Regions from separate parts of the Sus scrofa genome. Here region 2 is linked to region 1. Evidence: chromatin contacts called from public HiChIP or PLAC-seq data. All regions are on one chromosome and are shown on one strand. The core of a region is the stretch at or near the end of the contact, and the rest is flanking DNA. Distances in the headings are between cores, read along the strand shown.

The links. HiChIP or PLAC-seq counts read pairs in DNA pulled down with a chosen protein or histone mark.
Region 2: a contact with region 1 is called in an H3K27ac HiChIP or PLAC-seq map of alveolar macrophages. The contact joins the promoter of CEP120 here to the enhancer-like site in region 1. A contact is called at or near these places in 1 of 5 promoter capture datasets (liver), 5 of 47 Hi-C or Micro-C datasets (fetal liver, liver, psoas muscle and 2 more) and 1 of 2 datasets of contacts at active chromatin or transcription factors (alveolar macrophages).

The regions. Positions count from the first base shown.
Region 1 is chr2:127,033,628-127,037,740 of Sscrofa11.1, forward strand. All of the region lies in intron 1 of CSNK1G3 (casein kinase I), which reads left to right. Among named protein-coding and RNA genes, the nearest start is that of CSNK1G3, 22 kb to the left of the region's middle. Within about 2 kb of position 1,979, at least 16 of the 83 cell types and tissues checked have an H3K27ac peak or open chromatin away from gene starts, as enhancers often do. A contact at or near this core is called in alveolar macrophages, where this site is marked.
Region 2 is chr2:126,927,922-126,932,036 of Sscrofa11.1, forward strand. CEP120 (centrosomal protein of 120 kDa) reads right to left here and starts at 2,196. Exons shown (of 21, transcript XR_002341873.1): 1 at 1,949-2,196; 2 at 1,618-1,695.

The DNA.
Region 1 (4,113 bases), core at 729-3,228:
TTGCAAATAATTTCTTTTGTATTACTTTTTATTAGATTCCACATATAGGTCATATGATATTTGTCTTTTTCTATCTGATTTACTTCAGTTGGTATGATCATCTCTAGGTCTATCCATATTGCTGCAAATGACATTATTTCATGCTTTTTAATGGCTGAGTAATATTCCATTATATAAATGTACCATATCTTCTTTATCCATTGAATGGTTAAAATCTGTGGCTTTTGCCTTACCCAGATTGTTGTTTATAATTGTATATTTTTATAAATTAGGAAGTAAGCACTGTAGTTAAGAGGAAAGAATGTAACGTTCTTAGGAGAAGCATGCATGAAATAGCTACTGACTTTCCTCAACTACTTTCTCATTTATTTGGCATTATTAGGGAATGACCTATTAGATAAATTAGAAAATTGAGTTCGTGCTAAAATATTTTCTAATTTAAATTTGTTTGTATTGAAAATGATAAACTTTACATGGTAGTACGCTTTTTACAGTGTTTTCTAAGCCTAATCAGGTTTTTTTTCTTTCTGATTCAGGGCTCTCTTTCTGAACATCAGTTATAAGGTATTGTTATGCGTAGATGTCTATGAACTTATTGGGGCATATGAGGTGTTTTCTTCCTGTTCTCTCTTGTTTTTATTAGTCACCTCAAATTTTCTACTTTAAGTTTGATTTGTGTAAACTTATTAGAATTAAATTGAAATTAAATTGGCATATAGGGGATCTTATTGTTTAATGAACAGAATATAAATTTTGTGACTTCCATTGGTGAATTTTTTTCTTCTGATGCATAGCTATGTTTTGGAAACCTGAAAAGTTTAAATGACCTTTGGTTTGTGAGGTGTTATTCCACTTGCTTGTAATATCTCTCAGAGCTGTAAATTGCCTGCCTACCCATAGCTTTTGCTTTCCTCCTTTATTTGGAAAGGGGATGATCATGTAATTATTTATTTGTTTGTTTGTTTATTCATTTATTGGCCGTACCTGTGGCATGTGGAAGTTGCTGGGCCAGGGATCAAACCTGAACCACAGAGGCCTGAGCTGCTTCAGTGACAATGCTGGATCCTTAACTCACTGCGCCGCAAGGGATCTCCAAAATTAACATTCTTAAACTTCTAAGAACAGTTCATTTGTTCATTCATTGCTCATTTCTTCAACAAACTTGTAACAAATGGCTGCCGTTTGTTATATATTATAATAGATAATAGGGAGACAAAGTCAAATGAATTATGATCCCTGCCCTTGAGGACATCAGATTAAAAAACGGACTATCTTAAAATTAAGGAGTAAAAAAGCATTGTCCTCTGTCTTTCCTGTAAATTGCTTGTGAGATGTAGAGATTTGATCAGATTCCATTTCATTCTTTCTTCCATTAGAAAGATCAAGGGTTGTTTTCTTTTTGTAATGTTAGTGAAAATTGATGATCCTTGCCTAGTCCCATTAATTCACTAGGAGTTGCATAATGATGGTATTTGAATTTTATTGTGTTTTACTCACTTATTGTACTGGAATACCTTTAAAGAGAAAAATTTCCTTCATTAATTAGCATTGATCCTCATTATTCCCAGATTCCTTACTTGCAGATTTGTCTGCTTGCTAAAATTTATCTGTAGCCCCCAAATGAATATCTGTGGTGCTTTGCCGTTCATTAAAGGACGTGTGCTCGTGTAGAGTGGCAAAAATTTTGAGTCACCCGAGGGGCATGTTCCCAGCTAAAGTCACACTAGCTGTTCTGCCTTCTTGATTTGTTTTTTAAGGCCTATTTTTGTGTTTTCAGGGTGATTTTACTGTTTAAATTTGCTCCCAGTTGTAGTGCTACAGTGCTGTCTAGCGTTCCTAAACTCAGAAAGGCTGTGACATGCTTTATGGAGAAAATAACATTAGATAAGCGTAGTTTAGGCATGAATCACTGTGGTGTTGGCAGCGCGTTCAGTGTTAATGACTCAACAGTATAGTTGACCCTTGAACAATAGGGGTGTGAACCATATGAGTCCACTTATATTGGAATTTTTTTAGTAATGATACCTCAGTACTATGCAGTGTGTAGCTGGTTGAATCTGTAGATGGAGCACCATGAGGGTGAGGGAGGGACAGCGTATATGGAAGGCCACTCGTAAATGATATGTGAATTTTCAGCTGCGAGGTTTAGGCACTTCAACTCCTGCATTGTTCAAGGGTCACCTATGTTTTAAAAAAAGATGTCTTTAAATAGAAACACACATAAAACAAGTATATGTATTGATAAGTTGATGAAAATGTGACCAGGGGATTATAGGAACCTAACCACGTATTTTTTCTAGGACAGTGCTTCAGTGTTTGCAACAACTTTAAAAACCTAACTCTTGTGGAGTTCCCGTCATGGCTCACTGGAAACACATTTGACTAGGATCCATGAGGATGCAGGTTTGATCCATAGACTTGCTCAGTGAGTTAAGGACCTAGTGTTGCTGTGAGCTGTGGTGTAGGTCTCAGATGTGGCTCGGACCTGGTGTTGCTGTTGCTGTGGCATAGGCCAGCGGCTACAGCTCCACTTCGACCCCAAGCCTGGGAACCTCCATATGCTGTGGGTGCTGCCCCCCCACCCCCAAAAAAGCAAAAAATAAAATAAACATAGCTATTGTATATCAACTGTTTTTGGTTTTGCTGAGGTTCAGGAGAATATCCTTTTTAACTGATACACTACAGAAAATAGGGAGTCATAAAGTGGAGAGTCATTAAGAGCCTTGGTGAGACCTTTGCTGGGAAAATTGTTTCCTGGTTCATTTCTCTGCCTGGTACACAGTATATACTTAGTAAATATTTGTTGAGTGAAAGTAAATGCCCCCAGATGGAACATGATTTTCCTTGATGGCTTGGAATTTAAATGTAAAATCATTCCTGTTATTGGGATTTGCCTTCAAGTATCTGCTTAGAGATAGTGAGATGACCTGGTCATAGAGATTGATGTTGGGAATATTTTATCAGTATAAATTTATTATGATGCCTGCTTGATTTATGATTTCCATCATGATAGGAGATGAGGGTGATCTATGCTTCTTTGGGTGTATATGTAGTAAGTGCCTCAGGGGCTGGACATTTTCCAATTAAACAGTCCCTCCTAACTCTTAAATTAGAAATGTGAAATTGCAATGAGGAGGTGCAAAAAAGACATCTTGAGGACCAATGAAATAGTTATATCCTAGTTACTAGAGAACAGTCAGACCTGGATAATTAGAAAATTAGAAAAAAATTAGTTAGACTTTAAATAATATTTGTGTATATTAAGAAAGTTTATATTTTAATAAAATTTCACATTTAAAATTGACTTAGTTGTAACTGATTCATTATAGTATATTTTGCTACTCCTTTGCTATTATATATTGTAAAATAGCTTTCAGACTTAGAAATACTTTGGACCACAACTCATAGAAATATATTTAGCACAGCTTAACACAAGTATATTTTACATTGTGACTTAGTGATGCATATGTATTCATGTAAAGAACCAAAACAAAATCTTACTGAACAAAACTATTCTTATTGCATTTGTGCACCCCTTTTTCTTTCTTTCATTTTTTGATACTATTTTGTTTAAAAACTACTGCTTGAGATCCATTAAATTGGTTTATTCATGCAATGATGGGTCATGATGCACAGTTTGAAGAACACTGCTCCCTAATAGAACTGGTAACAAGTTTTAAAGGCTAGAATTTTCTGGATCTTAATAGGAATATTCAAGGGGTATTTTGAAATCAGTTTTCAAAATGGGGAGTATTGCAGATGATAGTTACTAAACATTTGAGATAAAATAAGTTTCACTAGTATGTAATTAGAGAAATTGATCTCCATTTTTGACGTTACAGTTAGTGATTTAGCTTGTAAAAATAAGTGTTTAGTCTTTTCATAGACAACCACAGTTGAGCTCATGCCAGGGACCAGTAACTGGGACACTTGCTGCTAATAGAAGCATGTGATGTAACCGCCATCACATCACAAATATCCTTACTCATTTAAATTTTGGAGAAGCTTGGAGCCATGTATTGTAATTTTTATAGAGCCTGAATAAGGCATTTGAAACACTGAATGAAATGGCTCATTTCATATACTAAATAGGGACTTTTTCACTTAAGGTAA
Region 2 (4,115 bases), core at 946-3,445, 110 kb before region 1:
TCCTACTTAAGAATGTATCCCGCCTCCCTATTTTTCAGAACATTAAATCTAAACACCACAGTTTTCAAGATCCTCCAAGGCCTATGCACCCTGTCTATACAAGCGTATTTCTTACCACAGTATTCCTAATAGCCTCCTTCCTCCGTTCTGGTCATCTTGCTGACCTCTTCACTGTGCTACCCACCCTGCTCACTCCCACAGTGGCCCGGGCTGTTGAATCACCTGGGATGACCTTCCTCTATCCTCGTTTACCTCAAGCTCAGGTATCACTCAAGGCACTTCAGCCATCATCCTCAGCCACCTCCAAAACTTCCATTTACAGCCTGGATCCTTGAGCTTTATTTAACTTATATCACATCCCAACATATTAGCTCCTGTGCATTACTTTGGTCTCCCCAAGGAGCCAGAACCCTACAACCTTGAAGGGACAGTGAGTGCCTTACATTTCTGTTATCTCAGAGCATGCAGCACGGTTCCAAGTTCAAAAGCTTTTTGTTCACTAAAGTAGAGTAGAATTTCAGGCCTATGTCTTTAAAAGTCAGCAACCTCACAGTTAAAACTGTCCCAACACTATGACTTCTGGTCAGTCTCCTGTTCCACAACTCGAAAATTAGGTTTCCAGTGTTTTCTTCCCTCTCAACCTCCCCCCACACCCATACTCCTAGGCCCTCCCCATACCTTTTTTTTGGGGGGGACACCACCATGACAATCCCCAGCCATTCCTCTATCTCACTACTCAAGATGACTCCTTCTTGTCCTGTTATTCATAACTCACCCTCAATTTACCTATCGACTCTCTCCATTTTGCTGCATCCTGCTCTCAACCTCACTGAATTAAAGCAAACAGAAGCAAGCCTTGCTTTACTACACCTTAAATGCCACCGGCTCTTCCTTTTGCCTGGAATGCCCTTCCTTCCTTTTTCCACTTGACGAATTCCTAATCATCTTTTAGGACCCGAATAAACTCCATCTCCTCTAGGAAACCTTTCCCAGCTTGCCCAGGCAAAAGAGACCATACCCACACCCTGATGCATTATTTGAATGATTTGTTGCTCTTCATGCTACACCTTTAGCTTTTAGAACCAGGACTGGTTTACAGGCTCAGCGCACTGCCTCACAGTCAGTGAGATGCCTAATAAACAAATGTCACTCCTTCGACAAATCAAACTTTAAGGCATGCAAGTGTAACAGACCCTCCTGACAACTGTCTTCTAAGGCCCCCATCGACTTGTAAAGAGAAACTTGTACTAGAGTGAAAGCAAAATTTTCACCAATGGTATTACCGGGAAGTCGCTGAACAGATCGTGCTTTCCAAGCACACTTTCAGCTCATAATATCAAAGTCACATACACGCTGCTTCTGATGCAAATCGTTTTGCCAAGATCCTCTGGGGTCTATGGCTAGTCACGCTATATATCACCGATCTCTAACAGCGCTCATATTCCCTTGAGGGATTTTTAAATCAATTGCCTAACGGACCTCACTACGTACAACTCTGAACAAGTCTCTGGGGGCCGCACAAGCCAGGGTTCCTAAGGTTAACAAAGCCTCGGCCCCGCACTACTCTGTTAAAATTCTGGAAGCAGCAGTTGCAAAAGCAGGTGCCGGGCCACTCACCTTCGAGGATGGACACGACGATGAGCAGTTGGTCGGACTTGGAGACCATGGTCGCGGTCGGCGGCCCACAGGCGGGGTCTGCTGGGAGGAAGAGGGGCCCGGGTGAGCTGCAGGTAGCCCGCCACCCACGGCAGGGCTCTGGGTGAGGCTTCCGTCGCCCGCCCGTGGCCCCAGACGCCCGGACCCAGCTCTGCGGCCCGCTTGTAGCGCGCCCGGCTTCCCGTCCCCAGGCTGACAGTCCACCCGCAACCGGGCCCCGACAGAAGACAAAAGCCACTCAGCAGCCGGCTGGGCCAGTCTGCAGGGAGAGGGGAGCCCGCCGCCTGAGCACCTTTTGCCGCCCGCGTAGCCGCTTTTCAAACGCCCGGGCAGCCGCCGCGGCCGCCACCGCGCCCCGCTTCCGCCTAGCAACCAGGCCCGCAGGCCCTGCGCGCAGGGGAGGCTGGAGGACAAAGGGTGATAGAGACCAGGGCAGTCGAAGATAGAACGCCCCTTAGCCGGCTTCCCTTCCTGGCCTTTTACGCTACGTTCCAGAGGTCTCGGGAGAAGACTAGCCATTACCTCACAGCGCCCCCTGCTAGCCGGATGGGGGAAAGCGGGCGATTTGGTGGAGAACAACTGCGCAGGCGCACTACTGCAGTAAACACTTCCTGAAGTTCCCCTGGGAGGAACGTGAATGCGCTGTATTCTCTGCTTTATGCCCTAAACAACCTGGAAATTGTATCAGTAGTCATTAAAGGAAAAACAAACAAACAAACAAAAACAACAATTAGGTCTGTTCAGGTCCCAAGTATCAACACTGCTTAGAAGTTAAGTTACAGAGCAATAATAATTTACATCTGAACTCTGAAATTGCTAAATTGTCCTCGCGCTGCAGCTCAAGTTTCCACGCCTTATAAACAAGTAGCGTCAATACGGTAATTACTGTAACGTTGGCAGTGACGTAAGCTCTCTGAGAATTTCCTGTGCTTTAGAAATTACCCTAAAACAAAAACATTGTCACGTGGGCAGTGAAATTAAAGGTATAGGGTTTTCTAACCCCGGACCACAAAGTAACTAATTAGCAAAATCAAGACCAGAAATTAAACAAGGCTGACAACCGACATTTTCCCTTTTCCACCCTTCTCCCCCTAAAACTTCAGGCATTATTTTAGAGAAGATTAAAAATCTTTTGGAGGTCACCTAGTTTGAAATTGGATCTTGGACGAGATAGGTGGGAGGGAAGAGGAAGAGAGTACAATTTCTCCTTCCCCACCTCCACCTCTGCTTTGTGCAGGGAGCTGGAGACCATACTAGATTACTTCTAAGACCCTTTCAGGGCATTCCCTGGTGGCCCAGCCGTTAAGGACGCAAGGCTGTGGCTGGGGGTTCAGTCCCAAGCCAGGGAACTTCATGCTGGGAGACCCAAAAAAAGAGGAGTTCACTCGCCTTGTGACTCAGTGGAAACTACCCCACCTAGTATCCACGAGAATGCGGGTTCCTTCCCTGGCCTGGCTCAGCGGGGTAAGCATCCAGCGTTGCTGTGACCTGTGGCATAGGCTGGCGACTACAGCTCCACTTGGACCCTAGCCTGAGAACTTCTATATGCTGTGCTGCCCTAAAAAGAAAAAAAAAAAAAGTGGAAGAATCTAAATCCTTTTCAGGACCCTTCAGAGGCCTCCCTGAGTGAAATAACACATTATGCCATATAAAATCAAAATAATGATCTACTTTGGGTTCATTGTTGAATGATACATTCTTTTGAGGAAAATATCAGACTCGAAAGTAGATAGAATAATGTAATGAACCTGTAGGTACCCACAACACAGCTCCAACAATTATCAGCTTAAAACCAATCATCTTCATCTGGTGCAGAGGAGCCATGATTTGAAGGAAATCCCTTATATATTGATTATTCTCTTTCAATATGTACCTCTAAAAAGAGAGACTTTTTTTAAACAATCTTAAAACGTCAGATACTTAACCACAAGTGAGCTATTGCATCTTAAAAGTTAACAGCAATTCCTTAATATAATTAAGTTGTCATGCTCAAATTTCCTTGATTGTCTAAAAATTTTTTTCAGTTAGTTTGTTCAAATCAGGACCCAAACAAGTTCCAGAATATAATGTATTTGGTTGATCTCTCTCTTGCCTCTTCTTCTCTAGAAGTACTAACTCCCACTTTTTTTTCTCTTGAAACTCTTCACTGAAAAAACTAGTCTTGTGTCCTACAGAGTTTACCACAGTCTAAATTTTGTTGATGCAATATCAGTGTTGTTATTTAATATATACTCCAATGAGCAGTCTAATATGTCTACATACTCAAAAAATAATAATGGGAGTTCCTATTGTGGTGCAGTGATTAATGAGTCCAACTAGGAACCATGAGGTTGCGGGTTCAATCCCTGTCCTTGCTCAGTGGGTTAAGGATCCGGCGTTGCCGTGAGCTGTGGTGTAGGTTGCAGACGCGGCTCGGATCCTGTGTTGCTGTGTCTCTGGTGTAGGCCGGCAGCTATAGC